Linked DNA regions of Sus scrofa: region 1 is linked to region 2. Evidence: chromatin contacts called from public promoter capture Hi-C data. All regions are on one chromosome and are shown on one strand. Each heading gives the region's core, a stretch centred on a gene start, on an enhancer-like site or on the middle of the called end of the contact. The rest is flanking DNA. Distances are from core to core; before and after follow the strand shown.

What was found. Promoter capture Hi-C pulls out the DNA fragments that hold promoters and counts their contacts.
Region 1: a contact with region 2 is called in a promoter capture Hi-C map of liver, with 2.8 times the contacts expected there. The contact joins the enhancer-like site here to the promoter of ARHGAP35 in region 2. A contact is called at or near these places in 2 of 5 promoter capture datasets (both in liver), 4 of 47 Hi-C or Micro-C datasets (embryonic fibroblasts, fetal skeletal muscle and liver) and 2 of 2 datasets of contacts at active chromatin or transcription factors (alveolar macrophages and skeletal muscle).

Annotation. Positions count from the first base shown.
Region 1 is chr6:52,777,368-52,781,902 of Sscrofa11.1, forward strand. The region is part of intron 3 of ARHGAP35 (rho GTPase-activating protein 35); the gene reads left to right. Among named protein-coding and RNA genes, the nearest start is that of ARHGAP35, 68 kb to the left of the region's middle. Within about 2 kb of position 2,839, at least 5 of the 83 cell types and tissues checked have an H3K27ac peak or open chromatin away from gene starts, as enhancers often do. A contact at or near this core is called in liver, where this site is marked.
Region 2 is chr6:52,709,289-52,713,833 of Sscrofa11.1, forward strand. It overlaps ARHGAP35 (rho GTPase-activating protein 35), which reads left to right and starts at 2,175. Exons shown (of 7, transcript XM_021094622.1): 1 at 2,175-2,925.

The DNA of each region.
Region 1 (4,535 bases), core at 1,589-4,088, 69 kb after region 2:
CCTCTCTCCCTCCCTCCCCACGTCTTCCTGTTTTATACTACTGCAAGAATTGATTTTAAAATTGTTTTACAAGAATATACTCAATGTATTAGGACATGACTAAAGCAGAATTTCTTTGTGTTTCTGTTTTACATGTGCCCTTTATGTGGTTTGAAGTGTGTCCCACATTCCTTCTTGCCTCTAGAACTTGTCCTCATTCTTCAAGACTCCCCCAACCCCAGTAGTGAGTATAACCTCCCTAGTAGTTTTCTTTGGCACATTTCAAATTTCTGGGCACAGGATTCTCTGTTCTTATTTCCAAGAGCCTGGCACACAGCATATGTTAATTGTTGATGGAATGATTGGTTTTACCCCAGAATACCTTAATTCCATTTTCTTCTTCTTCCTTTCCTTCTCCTTTTAAATTTGGTCCTGTGCTTCCCCTCATTGGCAGTGGTTTGTACTTTATAAAATTTCAGGAAGAAAAGTTAAACCTGGTATCTGTGAGCTTAGTATGTGCGTTGGGGAAAGTTGTCTTTGTGTACTGTTTCCTAAAAGAACTTCCCCTCTTCATAAAATTAAAAAGTATGTTCATTTTAGAAATTCAGCAAAATGCAGAAACTGAAAAAGGATGTAAGGATTCATTGATGTCCCACTTAATGAAAACCACTGTTAATGTTTTGATGTATTTCCTTATAGTCTTATTTCTCTGCATGTGTATAGGTTTTTGCTTTTACATAATTCAGGATATGTGGTAGGAGAGTTCTCAATTTTTATGCTTTTTGTTTGTTTCTGTTTTTCGGTTTTGTTGTTGTTTGTGTTTGGTGGTGTTTGTTTGTTTGTTTTTTGCTTTTTAGGGCCACACCTGCGGCATATGAAAAGTTGCCAGGCTAGGGATCAAATCGGAGCCACAGCTGCCAGCCTACACCACAGCCACAGCAACGTCAGATCTTAACCCACTGAGCAAGGCCAGGGATCCAACCCACATGCGTCCTCATGGACACTGGTTGGGTTCATTGCCACTGAGCCACAGCGGAAACTCCCAGAGGACCATTTTTTGAGAACCATGGCTTTTTAAACCAGACGTTATTTTGTGAGTATGTTCCCTTGCCGTTAAATACTCTGTGAAAATATGACTTTTAAGTGCTGTACGATGTTCCATTAAATGGCTCTATCACAAAGTACTTAACCATTCCCCTGTTGTTGGGCCCGTGTGGTGTTTTCTCTTGATGTACTTAAAATAAAATAGATTCACTAGGAAGGACATTGGGAAGAGCAATGTAGAGCTTCAGAAATGCAGTTAGACCACGTTACAGTCAGCCTTACAGTACAGTGTTACAATAGATGACAATCTTTGTTCTGCCATTTGCTCATCTGTAAACTGAGGGTGGTAGCAGGACCTGCCTACTCGGGCTGCCAGGGGCACTTGTACATCGGACTCTGAGCGTGACACGTGGCACCTGGAAGTGCTCAGTGTGTGTGATCCTGTGCTGGTTGTGGCTGTCAGCTTCACCAGTAGTATATCTGGTCTTCCTTCCTATTGCCTGTCAGACCTGACCGTTACATGTAAAGTTATGACCTTTTTCTTTTCTCCGTAACTTTTAAGTTTGAAAATGGTAAAACCCATTGAAAGAGTAGTACAGTGGTCACCCAGTATTTATCAGTGGGTAACATTTTGCCACTTTTGCCCCTTTCTCCCACAATTTTTATTGTCGTTAAATCATTTGAGAGTGAGCTGCAGGAATTCTCCTGCTGTCACTGCAGCAGCTGAAATTGCTGCTGTGGCATGAGTTCCATCCCTGGCCCTGGAACTTCTACATGCCACGGGCATTGCCAAAAAAAGTATTTTGAAAGTGAGCTAAGGTCATCTTGTCACTTCAGCTTAAAAATTTCAGCATATATTCCTATGCTCAAGGACTTTCTCCTCCATAACTGTAATAACATTATCACTTTTAAGAATACTAGCTTTGGAGTTCCCGTTGTGGCTCAGTGGTAACAAACCTGACTAGTATCTACGGGGAGGTGGGGAGGTGGGTTTGATCGCTGGCCTCACTCAGTGGGTTAAAGATCCAATGTTGCCATGAGCTGTGGCGTAAGTTGCAGATGTAGCTCAGACCTGGCGTTGCTGTGGCGTAGGCTGGCAGCCACAGCTCCCTAGCGCAGGAACTTCCGTATGCCCCAAGTGTGGCCCTAAACAACAACAACAACAAAAAGAAAAGAAAAGAAAAAAAAAGAAAAGGAATGTTAGCATGAATTCAGTAGCATTTCATATACTGTGTATGTTTAAATTTACTCAGTTGACTTATATATCTCTCACTGCTGCATTTTATGCTCTAAGATCCAGTCAGTATTCACAGTGCTTTTATTATTGTCTCCTGAGGCCCTTTCAGTTGAGGACAGTTCTCTCTGCCTTTTTTCTTTTTCTTTTTTTAATGATGACCTTTTCTGAAGAGTCTAGGCAGTTGTCTTGTAGACTGTCCCATTGTGTGGTATGCTGTCTGCACCTCTCCATGGTCCTCAGCCCTTTCTGACACCACCCGTAGCCATCTCATCGTGTGGCTCCTGTCTGAGCAGAGGACGGGACTGAGAACACGGGGGATGGGGCAGCAGGACTGCGGCCTCCCTTGCTGGACAGAGCACACTGTGTTGGACTTAGGGACTGAGTAAGGCTTCCTCTGACTGATTTATATGGGCCTTGTACTTCGGGAAAGCCTGTGCTGCCACCTGACCACCCCAACCCATTTCTCACTCTCCTGCTTCCCGTAGAAATTGCCACGCGACCCAGTGTCCATGTGGTGGTTCAGACAGTCACTTTGAGCCCAGTGGAGATGATACACAAAGTGAAACTTGTTTGCCCTGACTGCCTCATGTAGGTCAAAGTCAGAAGTCTTTGTGTCCCTGATTTCGTGTCCGTGTTATGCTCCTCTGTGCTCATCCTAGCAAATAAAATATTGCATCATCACTTTTAAGGGCAGTACTTGGGTGTTCATACTCCTGCTGCCACAGTGAGGTCTTTCATTCCTTAGGGCCCATGTTGCTATCCACCTGCCACTTTATAGCCAGTGTCACAGTAGAAACCAAAACCAGAACCTCGGAGAGGAAATGGTGTGACTGTTATGAATTGGGACAATTTAAACCATCCCGTCACCTTAAAAGCATTTTTTTTCCTTATTATAAAAGTAATATACTTGCTTGCTATAAAAAGTAATCAGGAGTTCCCGTCGTGGCACAGTGGTTAACGAATCTGACTAGGAACCATGCGGTTGCGGGTTCGGTCCTTGCCCTTGCTCAGTGGATTAACAATCCGGCGTTGCTGTGAGCTGTGGTGTAGCTTGCAGACGTGGCTCGGATCCCGTGTTGCTGTGGCTCTGGCGTAGGCCGGTGGCTGCAGTTCTGATTCAACCCCTAGCCTGGGAACCTCCATATGCCGCGGGAGCGGTCCAAGAAATAGCAAAAAAAAAAAAAAAAAAGTAATCATTATAAACATAGAAAGCCCCTTATAATCCCAAATTTCTATGTAATTGGCATTAATAATTCAGTTGTGTTTCCTGCTAATATTGCCCACTAAACATTTAAAAACATGAGATCATGTACCTACTGTTCCTCAGCTTGTCTTTTTTTTTTTTTTTTTTTTTTTGTCTTTTTGCCATTTCTTGGGCCGTTCCCGTGGCATATGGAGGTTCCCAAGCTAGGGGGTCCAATTGGAGCTGTAGCTGCCGGCCTGCGCCACAGCCACAGCAATGTGGGATCCAAGTCTTGTCTGCAGCCTATACCACAGCTCACAGCAACGCCGGATCCTTAAGCCACTAAGCAAGGCCAGGGATCAAACCTTCGACCTCATGGTTCCTAGTCAGATTCGTTAACCACTGAGCCACGATGGGAACTCTAGCTTGTCTTTTATTTGTTTTAATTCAATACTGTGTATCTTGTGCATCATCTTTACAAATTTCTTCCCTAGGCCAATTGCATTTTAACCTTTGGCCTCAGAAGAGAGTGGCAAAATTTGGTCAAAGGGGGTCTCTGGGAGAGAAGCTTTTTTGCTTTTAAGGGCTGCAAGTGCGGCATATGGAAATTCCCAGGCTAGGGGTGGAATTGGAGCTGCAGCTGCTGGCCTACACACAGCCACAGCCATGTCAGATCTGAGCTGAGTCTGCGACCTACACCACAGCTCAGGGCAACGCTAGATCCTAACGCACTTAGCGGGGCCAGGGATCGAACCAGAGTCCTCCTCGATACTAGTTGGGTTTGTTATTGCTGAGCCACAATGGGAACTCCAGGAGAGACGCTTTGTTTGCGGCCAACTCCACATTCCAGGGGTGGCCCATGGCATGTTCCTCTGACTACTCTGTCCCAGCCCTATATTTTGTGAGTAAATTGCCAACTTGTCATAAGCACAAATCACAGAGAAAAGGATCACTGGCTTCTTGGCTCAAAATATACTGCTCCTGCTATTACCAAGACTCCATTGGAGCTCCTCCCCTATATTCTTAGGTTATAGCTCATAACATTGTAGGTGGAGATTGGTTCTGGTTTGCACCTGTCTTTTTTCCTGAGCT
Region 2 (4,545 bases), core at 925-3,424:
TACAAGCCAAGGTTTGTAGTGGCAGCCTAAAGAAATTCTGGCTGGGAGTTCCCATGGCTCAGAGGTCAACGAATCTGACTAGCATCCGCGAGGACAAAGGTTTGTGCCCTGGCCTTGCTCAGTGGGTTAAGGATCCAACATTGCCCTGAGCTGTGGTGTAGGTCAACAGATGAGGCTCAGATCCTGCGTTGCTGTGACTGTGGTGTAGACCAGTAGCTGCAGCTCCAACTCAACCCCTAGCCTGGGAACCTCCATAAAAAGCAAAAAAAAAAAAAAAGGAAAAGAAAAAGAAAATTTGGCCCATGTACTGGATTTGTTTAGGCCATAGTGCTAAAAACAAACCTTAATATATAAAAATCAAACTTCATGCATTAAAAGTGTAAAAAAAAAAAAGTCAAAGGAACTGACCCTTATCGGTAATCAGAAAACCTTTATTTAATGGGATGCTTTAAATTTTTTTTCTTCTTATGGTCACACCTATGCATATGGAAGTTCCCAGGCTAGGGATCCAATCAGGACTACAGCTGCTGGCCTTTGCCACAGGCACAGCAACATGGGATCCAAAATTCATCTGCAACCTACAGCTCAGCTCACAGGCAATGCCAGATCCTTAACCCACTGTGTGGGGTCAGGGATTGAATTTGCATCCTCAAGGATACTAGCCAGGTTCGTTCTCGCTGAGCCACAAAGGGAACTCCCTGGGCTGCTTTAAAACTTGGGTACATCTAACGCAACACTATAAATCAAGTACACTTCAACTAAAGAAAAAGGGCAGTGAGATGTAACCTCAAAAAAATGGAGTTCCCATCGTGGTGCAGTGGTTAATGAATCCAACTAGGAACCATGAGGTGGCGGATTCAATCCCTGGCCTTGCTCAGTGGGTTAAGGATCCGGCGTTGCTGTGAGCTGTGGTGTAGGTTGCAGACGGGGCTCGGATCCTGCGTTGCTGTGGCTCTGGCGTAGGCCGGGGGCTGCAGCTCTGATTCGACCCCTAGCCTGGGAACCTCCATATGCCGCGGGCGGGGCCCAAGAAATGGCAAAAAGACAAAAAACAACGAAAACAAAAAACAACGACTAGCATCCGTGAGGACAAAGGTTTTTATTTATCAACTTTTTAAATTTTTTTATTTTTATTTTTTGTCTTTTTGTCTTTTTAGGGCCACACCCACGGCATATGGAGGTTCCCAGGCTAGATAGGGGTCTAATGGGAGCTACTGCTGCTGGCCTACGCCACAGCCACAGCAACGCCAGATCTCAGCCATGTCTGTGACCTATAGCACAGCTCACGGCAACGCCGGATCCTTAACCCACTGAGCGAGGCCAGGGATCAAACACTCAACCTCATGGTTCCTAGTCGGATTCGTTTCCGCTGTGCCACGACAGAAACTCCATCAACGTTTTTAGAACAAGCCATGATTTTCTGTGCTTTACACATAGAACTCCTTAAATTCTCACAACAAACCTTACTAAAGAGATAAGATTATCATTCCACTTTTTACATGAAGAGACTAAGAAACGAAAAATGCAGTAAGAAGCATAGCGTTTCTTCATGCATTCCTTAAATATTGACTGAGCTCCCAGAACGCTCAACTTCCACGATCCGTACTTCCGGAGGGATCCCAGAGGAACCCCTCTTCAGTTCACAAGAACTCTGGGGTTATAGCAGTGCCCCTTCCCATCACTAATATTTCCCCTCCGGGCGCCCGAACTGACATTTGACTTGCAGTCATTTGCACAATGCTGACCTGGAGGACCAGGCCCTCGCCCCTCTCCAGGAAATCAGGGCTTCACAGAACCCACAGCAAGTCTTAATAACTCGCACATAACCTGCAGATTTTCCTCACTGCTTGGGAAAATAGCACGCGCTCCTCAGCACCGCCCTCTCTTCCGGAACGACGAAATGCAAGGTTCGGATTGGGCTAAGGCGGGCCACGCCTCCTCCTGTTCCCCAATCAATTCCCTCACTGGGTGCGCTCCCTCCTCCTCAGCTCCGTCCCACCGCCCCACGTTACGTCGCTCCCTCTTTCCTCCTCCGTTATCCCGGGGGCTGCGCTCGCGCGGCAAGCCCACCTCCCTTTGCCTCTCATTGGCTGCTCAGGTCCCGCGCGAGCGGGATCGCGCCCTTCGCCCCCGCCCCCAAAGCCGGGCCATGCCTCTCTCCCGTTTTCTCCAAGAGGCCGCGTGAGGAGGGCATCGGCTGCTTCTGGCGCGCGCAACGGTGCGCGCGCCCCCCGCGGACCACTCCCTTCGCCTCAGCGCGAGTAGACGCTGCGGCTGGCATCCCTTATCGCGCACGCGCAGTTGCCCACCCCGTTCCTTCTGCCTCGCGCTGCCTCGCGCCGCAGCCACCGCAGTAGCGGCATTTTCTTGGGGCGCACGCGCACTGCGCCCTGTGCGCCCGTTCCCTGGACCCGGCCGCTGCGGTAGCAGTGAGCCCCTCGGGCGCGTACGGGCTTTCACTTCTCCCCCACCCAGCGCGGGTTATTCCCTCGCGGCGCGCGCTCAGGGGCCGTTATCCCCCTGCAGAGGTCCCCGCACCACGCACGCGCAGTAGCGAGGGGGCACGCGCGCGGGAGCTGGGGCCGCAGGAAGGAGGTGCCGCTGCCGCCATTGCGAGGGAGGGAGGGAGCGAGCAAGCGAGGCTGGTCCGCCCTCCCCCTGGTTCCCGCCCCTCCCCCCTTCCCCTCCCCGCCCCCCGCCCCGAGGGAGAGCAGCGGAGCGGCGGGAGGAGGAGGTGGAGGAGGCGGAGGAGGGAGCCCGCGAGGGAGGGTCCGCCCGGCCCCCCGCCGCCGGAGCTGCCGCCGCCGCCGCCGCCGCCGCCGCTTCAGCCGCCGCTGGACGAGGAGCAACAGAACATGGCGCCGGGGCCGCCGTCGCCGCTCCCGGGAATCCGGAGGCCGGGGCCGCGCTGAGGACGTCCAGCTGGTGAGTGCGCGAGCTCGTGGGCCCCGGTGGCGAGGCCGGGCGCCGCCCCGTTGTGGGGTCCAGGGGAAGGCGGGGACCGCGGGGCCCGGAGCCCGCGAACAATGGAGGAGCCGGAGGGGGAGGGGAGGGAGCGGCCCCCCAGCCCCCCGGGCCCCGCCGCTTCGCGCTGTGGCCCGGCCCGCCGGGGCCCGCCTGCCCTTCGGACTTGCCCCTGCCCGCCTCAGCCCTGCTGTCGCCGCGTCTGCCCCCACCCTCCGACCCATTGGGATCTCTGTGTCTGCCTCGGCCTCCCCCTTCCCTCGGCCACTGCAGCCACTCCGCTCGCAATTCTGCGCCTCCCCTTTCCCTCTTCCTTCCCTCAGTAATGCCCCTCGCCCCTCCCGGACTCTGCAGTGCTCATGGGACCCACCTCCTCCGTGACCCTTCCGCATCCCTTAATTCTGGACCTTCACATTCTGGTTCGTGACCCTTCTGCCTTCTCCCGTTCCGCTCTCAGCACCCTGCCCCTGCCCCCTTCTTTGACCGGTCTGCTGTTACCCTCTCTTGCACCCCCTGGAGCTGTCCCTCTAGGAACTGCGGTTCCACCTCCTTGGAGATCCATCTGGGACCCCGTTTGTCTCGGCACTGCTGCCCCAGGTCTTCTCTTTGGACTTAATTCCATCTCCCTCTTGGGCCCTACTGTCTCCTCGCAAAATCTGTCCCACACCTCCCCCCCGGATACCCCTTTGGGCTCTCTGACCCCTGCCTCTCAGATGCACCTTGCCTGCCTCCTCCCTTAGTCAAAATGTGTCATTCACATCCTTTCCTCTCTTCCAGACTTTGCTGCCTCCCCTCTCTGCCCCTCGTTCAGTCTCAGATCTTGCTGTGCCCTCCAGCCTGCTTGCTTTCTGACTTTGCCTTCCGTGAAGCAGCCTCCTCCCCCTTCTCTGACCCTGCAGCTCTCATTTCTGCAATTCACTTCTCTGACCTTTCTCCCTAACTCAGCCTCTCTGCAGCCTCACGCCCTGCAGTCCTTTCTGCCCCGGTGTTGTCCTTGCCTGTTGCCTCTCCATCTCACCTCCTTATTGGCCCTCTTTTGAGCTGTTCCATTCAGTTGCCCCCTTTTCCTTTGACCTGTTTCCCCTTCAATTCTCTGCTTAAGACCTGCTTCCACCCTCTATCTCCAAGTCCTGTCCTCCACATTTTGGCTCTTCTTAGATTTGCCCTTTACCTTACTGAATTATTGGTAACTTCTCTCTGATCCATCACCCCCTCCCTTCCTGTTGTGCATCTCAGACCTGCCCCGATCCTTTTTGCCCCTGCTCTTTCATTTGTTCGCTTCTGCCTCATCCTCTCTATTTTCCTTCCAGCTCTACCCCTTTTGGAGCTGTCCACTTGTCTGCCTATTTTGGGGATCCATTTTAACTTTCCTGCTGCTGTCTCCTCTTGGAGTGGTCCTCTTTAACTCTGGTCATGTTGGTACTGCCTCGCACCTCTGTTGCTTCTAAATTCTAAGTTTTCCTACTGATCTCCCCCCACCATTTTGATTCCCCTCTCAACCTCCAGTCTCTCCTTTCTTGTATTTGTCCCCCTTTTTTTTGCCCTGCCCCTCTTACCTTTTTAAGTCTCCTTCCCCCAGCT